Regions from separate parts of the Mus musculus genome. Here region 1 is linked to region 2. A link is a contact called in public Hi-C data. All regions are on one chromosome and are shown on one strand. Each heading gives the region's core, a stretch centred on a gene start, on an enhancer-like site or on the middle of the called end of the contact. The rest is flanking DNA. Distances are from core to core; before and after follow the strand shown.

What was found. Hi-C and Micro-C count contacts between places; a contact is called where the count stands out from the background.
Region 1: a contact with region 2 is called in a Hi-C map of uterus, with 6 times the contacts expected there. The contact joins two enhancer-like sites. A contact is called at or near these places in 8 of 39 promoter capture datasets (the 3T3-L1 cell line, cranial neural crest, embryonic stem cells and 5 more), 3 of 484 Hi-C or Micro-C datasets (the BV-2 cell line, nephron progenitors and uterus), 1 of 115 datasets of contacts at active chromatin or transcription factors (embryonic basal ganglia) and 1 of 9 other capture datasets (embryonic stem cells).

The regions. Positions count from the first base shown.
Region 1 is chr1:179,141,936-179,145,699 of GRCm38.p6, forward strand. The region is part of intron 5 of Smyd3 (SET and MYND domain containing 3); the gene reads right to left. Among named protein-coding and RNA genes, the nearest start is that of Gm31349, 180 kb to the right of the region's middle. Within about 2 kb of position 1,631, at least 29 of the 459 cell types and tissues checked have an H3K27ac peak or open chromatin away from gene starts, as enhancers often do. A contact at or near this core is called in uterus, where this site is marked.
Region 2 is chr1:178,639,811-178,644,058 of GRCm38.p6, forward strand. All of the region lies in intron 2 of Kif26b (kinesin family member 26B), which reads left to right. Among named protein-coding and RNA genes, the nearest start is that of Gm24405, 5.0 kb to the left of the region's middle. Within about 2 kb of position 2,106, at least 24 of the 459 cell types and tissues checked have an H3K27ac peak or open chromatin away from gene starts, as enhancers often do. A contact at or near this core is called in uterus, where this site is marked.

The DNA of each region.
Region 1 (3,764 bases), core at 381-2,880, 500 kb after region 2:
CATTAATGGGACAGCACTGAGTTCTCTACAAAATTAAGCAGGAAAAAGCTTGCTACATCAGGTGTGAAGAGAGATTCCAGTCTACTGGGCAGGAAGACCATGTTTTTGGAGTCTCCTCCCACCTGCTCCCACTGCAGGGTCCACACACAGACATCTTGGTGATGCACTTTGCAATGTGAGTGTGCTGTAGATTCAACAAAGAAAAATGAGGTGTGAAGAGAAGAGGAAGCTCATTGGTAGAGAAGACTGGTGGGTGGGCTTTAGAAGAAGACTGTAAAGGTCAAAGATATGTTGTCGAGTGAAGATATGTAGACACAAGGAGGTGCTGGGATAGATGGGCAAAACATACCAGTTCTCACTCCATTAGGCTTCAGGGCATCCCAACAGGATGCTCTTACCCACTCTCAGGAGCCACAGTGGGGCATCTAGTGTATCTATGCGACCACAGTGCCATCTAGTGGAGTGGTGGAATTATTATTTTTTAATGACCTCTTCAGAACCATACAGGATCAAACCCACATTGAAAAGACTCCAGGCACTAAGTTAGGGTGACAGAACGCTCTTATCAATAAACATGCTCACAGATCTTGATGTCTTATAGGTTACTTCTCAAGACAAGGGAGGCATAGCTACAGTCTGACTTCAACACCATTCCATAGTTACCCTTTTGTGTTGGCTCCTTATCGAGACATTCAGTGAAAAAAGTCATAAGACAATAACACAGGCTTAGCATACACGTGAGGTATAGCTATCTCAGATATAGTCACTAACTAGGTCCTAATATCCATTTTCTGCGGCTTTTTACCACCCACAATTTCCGCATGAAACTCCCCAATAAGAAATACGACGACAGTGTAAGCCAGGCGTGGTGGCGCACTCCTTTAATCCCAGTACTCAGGAGGCAGAGGCAGGCGGATTTCTGAGTTTGAGGCCATATAAAACATGGGTCCCAAATGTGTCATCAGTATTTCTGTGTCTTCTGTTACTGATTCTGGGGAGCAAAACAGGGTGGGGGGTGCTAAAGTTCATACTCTGTTTGGCTTAGGTCTGAACTGGAATCCAGAACCACAGACTTGTTAGTCTCATGCCTGTGTGTGAGATGGGTGTGGTGCGAGGATTTCATGAGACAAGGTATCCTATCAGCAGAGGGAATGCTACAAGTTCATTTCCTTTCTGCTGCCTTCTGAACAGATCTCTCAGAGAAGTAACAAGTCTCAATTTTTAGTTGAGCTGCCAGAGTTACATTCCTTGCTTCTAACTGAGAGAAGGGGAAACCCTTCTGAAATCCTGACTCTCAACCCATCCGCCAGCCCAGTTTCTACTTGAAAGTCAACCAGTTAATGAGTGAGGGGTGCGGATGGAGTCCTGCCAGCCACAGTACCAGGAGAGTTCATAACACATTTGACTTTAATTCATGTGTACTGTAATCCTGTGGGTTAAAGGACCGTAAATGTTGTTCTGGTTTTTCTTATACTTCAAAGGAAGCAATTTAATGGCCATGAATTATAGTCCCTCCATTACAGCGTAACTAAGAAACACAACTGTTTCTCGTAGGATTGCCAATCTGGCTCCTTCACTAAAGGAACTTCAAGGCAAGAATTTAAACAAAGTAACGCATTCGGGCTCTCGGGCTTCCTCATGCTGTGGGATGCTCTGCTCTCAGGAGCCCTGAGAATCAGAGGTCACCCTGAAGGCTATGTAAGGTTGAGGCCTGGTTGAGCTGTGGATGGGCCAACTGGTAAGATGTGTGGATCTGTGTGTGTGTGTGGGGGGAGGGGGGACCATAAGATACAGTGAAAGGAAATACTGTTTCCCTGGGAGGCCCACGCGGTACAGGTGCTACCAGAAACAAAACAAAAGCGATAATATCATTTATTTAATAAATAGAAGCCACAGCAACATAAATAAAGGCCAGGCGTGTTGGGGGTATAACTGCAACCCTAGCCTAGCACTCAGGAAACTGAGACAGGAGAACTCAGGGTTTGAGGCTAGTCTGGGCTGTATAGTAAAACCCTGTCAGAAAAGGAAAAGAAAGGGAGGGCTGGGGGGCGGGGAGGGGAGGAAAAAAGAGGGAGATGTTTAACAAATATAAACTCCTCCTATCTTTTTGTCAACTGATAGTCCAACAGAAAGACCATAAACTATTCTCATTGCCCCAAGAACCAAGATACACAGCACAGCTTTTCCTTACGGTAACCAAAACAGCTCTGGAGGCTGAGAAGCGGTCGGCATATGGTGGAGCAATTTCATCATCACGACCTGGACTTGATTTGCAATCCTAATTCCTCAGCTCACTCCCTGTCAAGATTTAGACAACTTCCTTAAGCTCTGGTTTGCTCATCTACAGGAGACAGCACTCCATCTCCATACAGAGGCTGCCACGGAAGCAAAGACAAGATAATGTGAACTCGAGGAGATGAATGCAGCCTTGGGGAGTTCCAGTCCTCCAGCATGCTGAAAGCCAGCAGTCACCAGGCCAGGCTGGAGGACAAAAGGAGGAGGCAGAGTCGAAAGGATATTACAAGGAAACAAAACAATACACCCTAATGGCCCGTTTACTTACTGCTAGTCCTTCTCAAACAGAAAACAATGAACACTGACTGCACAGGTGAAAGGATGTGTGGTGGAGGCCTGGCATACAAAGATGTTACATAGTTTATGAGTGTGTGTGTGTGTGTGTGTGTGTGTGTGAGAGAGAGAGAGAGAGAGAGAGAGAGAGAGAGAGAGAGAGAGAGACCGAGAAAGACCCGCCTTTCTCCCATAAATTGAGGAAATATGTACAGAAAGTGGGCTGTGATACACAAACCATGTATAATTCTGACTACTCTTAAGGTTATTTTCAAAAGAATCCATGGGTACAGTTGTGTGACAAAGTGCTTGTGGAACACACGGAAAGCCCTGGGTTCTTTTTATCCCTGGGAGAGTAAAACACAATAAACCAAAAGGAGACTGGATTCAGCCAAAGTCTTCCTGGTGCTTGCATTGAGCAACCTTTAAACAGATGACAAATGCCGAGCCCCATCTCTCGAACCCCGACCTCTCGCACAGCAAAACCCTGTCTTTTGACCCACTGAGCGCAGAAGTTGCACAGACAACAGAAGCCTGCCCGTCTCAGTAGCTCTCAGTGCAGACCACAGAACTGTGCTAGTTTTGCCAACATCCCTAATACAATGAACACGCAGGGCACAGCTATTGGTGATCTGACTGCGAACAAGATGAAGGAATGAGGGGTCTCTGAGACACAAAAGCAATAACACTGTGAAGTTCAAACGCAGAGAGAACTGCAGCTGGAGGAGGCCAGAGGTCACGAACGTGGTCCTTTCTTGATCTTGTTGTAACGTTTTTTGCTTTCCATCTTGCTTTCATAGTTACACTCTGCTCAGAGCAATCTCCTCTAAGGAACCAGAGCTGAGGAAGGACGTGATAGCCCCCATATACTAAAGAGAGTGTTAGTGTAGCTCCAGCAATGAAGGCCGAGACTCCCCAAGCCCCCCACCCCCACTCCTCTCTCCACTTCACAGGCTAGCTGAGCAGAATGCAGCCACCATTTCCCAAGACCACACTGCTCCTGCTCACTCTATAAACAGCAGGAGCTTAAAGGGCTTGTGGAGTTTTAGAAGTTCAAGGTGAGATGAGAAGATGGGGCCATGATTGCAGCTGTGATTCCAGCTACTGAGGAGACTTAAGGCCTGGCTGGGCCACTGAATGATATTACAGCCAGCCTGGGTAACATGGGGAGAGTGTTTAAAAAATTAAAACAGGCT
Region 2 (4,248 bases), core at 856-3,355:
TTAGCCTCCCCAAGGCAGGGGACAGAAAAATTCTGGAATGGTAGAGTCCAGTCGATACTAATGGGATTATCCTTCAGGGAGCTTGACCAACCAACTCAAGGTATTTCCAGTGATTCTTCACCTCCAAGCAGTGAAGAGTCTGGCAGAGTTCTGAGCCCCCCCCCTTTTTTTTCCTCCATAACATCTGCAGGTGGTAGACCAGGGCTGCAGTTATCCCAGAGCTGAGGGATGAGATTTTCCAGCTCTGGTCCTGTGTGGAGGCAGCAGGGAGGTTCCTGCAACTCCTCAGGGTCATAAGGCCAAGTCGGAAAAGCAGCAAGATGAGCTCGGGAGTCTCTGGCATATGCATTAGCGTCCCAGGGTAAAAACTGTGTAAACGGTACATGACTTAATTCCTCTGCCTGTTGGGTGTCTGTCATCCTTGAGATTTCCCGGGGCCAGAAGAGGTCAACACGAGCTAGTGTGACAACACCTAGCTAAGCAAGGGAAAAGAATTTCTCAGTGATGAGGGTCAGCCTGAACCAAGGCTGACCAGAAAAACAAGAGGATTCAGTTTTACCCCAAGAAGGAGGGAGAAGCTTTGTAAGCGGAAAGAAAAGAGGACTGTCTTGGCCATGGCTCTCTTGGGACTATGTAGGAACTGTTGTCTTTCTTCCCTGTTAGTTAGCAGCTTTGGCTTAGTGGGAAAATCTAAGATTCTCAAAGCATCATGCAGTGGGGGAAAGGGTTTGGGATTTGACAGGCTGGGGAGAGACGTGGTATAAAATGTAATGCACGGACTCTTTAAGGTGGAGAACAGAACTGGGCAGTGGTGGCACACACCTTTAAACCCAGCACTTGGGAGGCAGAGGCAGGCGGATTTCTGAGTTCAAGGCCAGCCAGGACTACAGAGTGGTCTACAGAGTGAGTTCCAGGACAGCCAGGACTACACAGAGAAACCCTGTCTCGAAAAAAAACAAAACAAAACAAAACAAAACAAAACAGATGGAGAACACATTCTGAGGCACCAGGAGGTTCGGGGAGAAAATGAAGCTTTGCCCTTGCAAAGTCAGAAGGCAACAGATCCTGCTCACTTCCTCAGAGAGAAGTTATGTGCTAAGGTCCAGAGAGGTCGGATGGCAGGAAATTGAAAGCTGTGATGTTGACACTCTAGATCAAGTGTCCTTTCATGATCTTAGACTTTTGTGACTGAAAAAACTGCTCTCCTACCAAGGAGGTGGACTCAGGGCTGAAGCGCAGTACAGCCATGAGCATTTCCCCTTGGAATCTAATCCAGCCAGGTCATCATGACCCCCTGCATCATCAACAGAAGTGGAACACTGGCCAAACATCACCAAAGCTTTAGAATAACATCCACTTACTTCCAGGCCTCCCGAGACCCGATTCCTCGTTCATTCATCTACTGGACTTTCCAACTTCCAGACTTTCCACAGCTGTCACCGTTTAGCATGAGTAACAGCCTGCAGAAGAGTGTGGGTGACAGTACGGCATGCTGCCGGGCGACATCTTGCTCAGCATTGCTTATGCAATCTCCTGCCACTGGCCATGTGCCAGGCCTGACAAATAGCCATGAAGGTGACTTGTCACAAAGTAAATATTTTTGTGTAAAAAGATCACTGTTGAGTTTACTCCATTATTACATATTCTATGCTTGGCAAAATAATTATTACAGTAAATGTTTCTGCTTCTGCTTTTGCTTCTTCCTCCTTCTTCTCCTCCTCTTCCTCTTCCTTTTCCTCCTCCTCCTTCTCCTCCTCTTCCTCTTCTTCATACTCAAAAGAAAATCTTGGTGGAATATTTTCCTGTCCCTGGATTATTCGGAGTATCCAGTGCTGTCTGAGTTCTGTCTCATGCATCTCCCAGCATCTCTATCTTTCTTGGGAAAATGTATCTACAAGGAGTGAACCTTACTGAGAAAGGCAAACCATTTTCTGTGGTTTTGTTTGTTTGTGTGAGTGCTTATAGATACAGTGCTGGGCCTTTTCTACAGAGGGGCAGGAGAAGGACACCTTGTCACTGAACGTGCAGCCCATGGCCTCCAGCATCTGTATTTGCCAGTGTTTTGAGGATTAGACTCATGAGCCTGTGGTGCTCTCCTGTGGTGCTTTCCCGTGGTGCTTTCCTGTGGTAGCTTAGGTGTGGCTCCCTCAAGGGGCATTGCTTTCAGAGCCTGGTTTCATTCAAAACTCAAAATGAAACTCAAAATTTCTCTTTCTCCTCACTTCCCCCTTATCAACATCTTGTATTTGTGTGGTGCATTTGTTATGACTGGTAAAAGCCACCATCAATACATTAGTATTAACTGAAGCTCATAGCTGACATTAGTGCTTATGCCCTGTGTTGTAAAGTCTGTGGGTTGGACATATGTATAGTGTCATGTAGCAATACTCATGTATTGAGTACTGAACCCTACCATGCTCTGCCACTGGGTATATGTATGTGTCCTACAAAGGAATTTCATTATTCCCCAAATCCCATTCAGTCAATTTCAACTTCAAGTTTAGCTTCATGGCATCTGACACCAGGCTCCGGACTCTGTGGGCACCTATATGCACATGTACATACGTTCACATGCACATACATACATGCTCATAATAAAATAAACCTTTAAAAATAATTTTCAGTTAGAGTGTAGTAGCACATGTGGTACTCTTTTGTAATGTGTGGTTATCAAAAGTGAATCTTACCTATCGAGATTGAGGAAAGATCTTGCCCAAGCTATGAGCAGAAGGTAACAGTGGCATCTTCCTTGTTCCCATGGGAGACCCACCAACTCTAGCCATGATGGCCCATCTTCCAAGAGTAAGATGGGAAAAGCCAACGGGAGACGGATCAGCACACCATCCTTGTGTGTGTTTGAAGGAGCTTAGGCTAGATTGGTGGGTGGAAGAAGTGATTTTACAGTCAGCAAGCGAGTGGTCAGGAGACAAAGAATGCATGCAGCACCTGACGTGACATGTGCAGATGCACACTTCCTCAGCATATTTAGTTAGTATATTTTCTGTTCTTAGACTGGTAGATGCTTATAATGATTAGAATCTCCCAAGGTGACAAAAGTGATCATTAGCATTTAAAACATTTGTAGTTTTTAACTAGAGCCAAGAACTATGTTCAGGAAATGACCCAGGATCAGAGAGCTAAGAACCCACTGGTAGCTGATGCTCTCTTGCTATGTATCGACTATGGCTGAAGAATCATTTCATTGGCACCTCTGATTACACCATGTGTCAGCATGGGGAATGTTTGCACAGCTTCCTGTGTGTCAGTCAGGCAAAGAGTGTGTGTGATACGGGCTGTGGTTCAGGTTTATGGCCCAGCATGGCTGCCATAGGCTTGAGCAGTTTGGAGGCCTGGGCCTCTGCTGTCCATCTCTCTTTTTCATAGTTAACCAGAGACAAAAACAAAGGTTTAAAATAATGTAACAGTGTTGCAAGCAGGATTCCATGCTTTGCTAGGCTGGAGCACAAACCACCTCTCCCCCTTTAGAAACATAAACTATTGCAAAAAAAGATGAGAAAGGCCAGGTGAGATCTTGTGAGTGTGATTTCCCTGGGAAGGAGGCATACGTATTTAGCTGGCTTGCAGTAAATCTAACTGATGTTTTCCAAAGGTAAACTGAAAGCCATCAAGTAGTAGAGTTTATCTCTCGACTTCATTTTTATTGCCACAACTCCGTTCTGTTTAGAAAGCAAACAAGCCGTTAGAATATTCCAACAGAAATGTCGCCAACATGATTTAGTAGGTGGGTTATTTAGTGTTCATTAGCAGAGTCCCAGCTTTGGTGGACAGTGGTGAATTTGTTTTGCCTCTTTCAAGTCCAGTGAAATGGCCTTTATTTTTTTCCCACCCAGGTAGTCACCCTGTCTCAGTAGGAAGATTCAAATTCCAACGGCTCTTAGGTTTATTCCAGAGCTGTCAAACACAGGTTCTGAGCCGTTCTCTTTTTCAGTTTTGGGGGCCCTGCAGTGCTTGGAAGTGTTGACTTTTAGGGAGAGGCCAAGAAAAGCCTCAGTGTGTGCCAAGACGTTAGCTGTGGGCTTGGCACCAGGAAGGTCAGCTGGTGGGGATGGGGTCAGTTGGCTTCCAGGGTACACTTCCCACAGAGGCGATTCAGGAGGGCTGTGTGGTGTGTATGGACTTGGTGGGTCTTACTGTATCTCCAGAATAACATTCAGGATTTGACAAATCTATCCATTTGTCTGTAGTCTCAAAAAATATCCTCGAACTGGAAGGCGACTTTGAAATCAT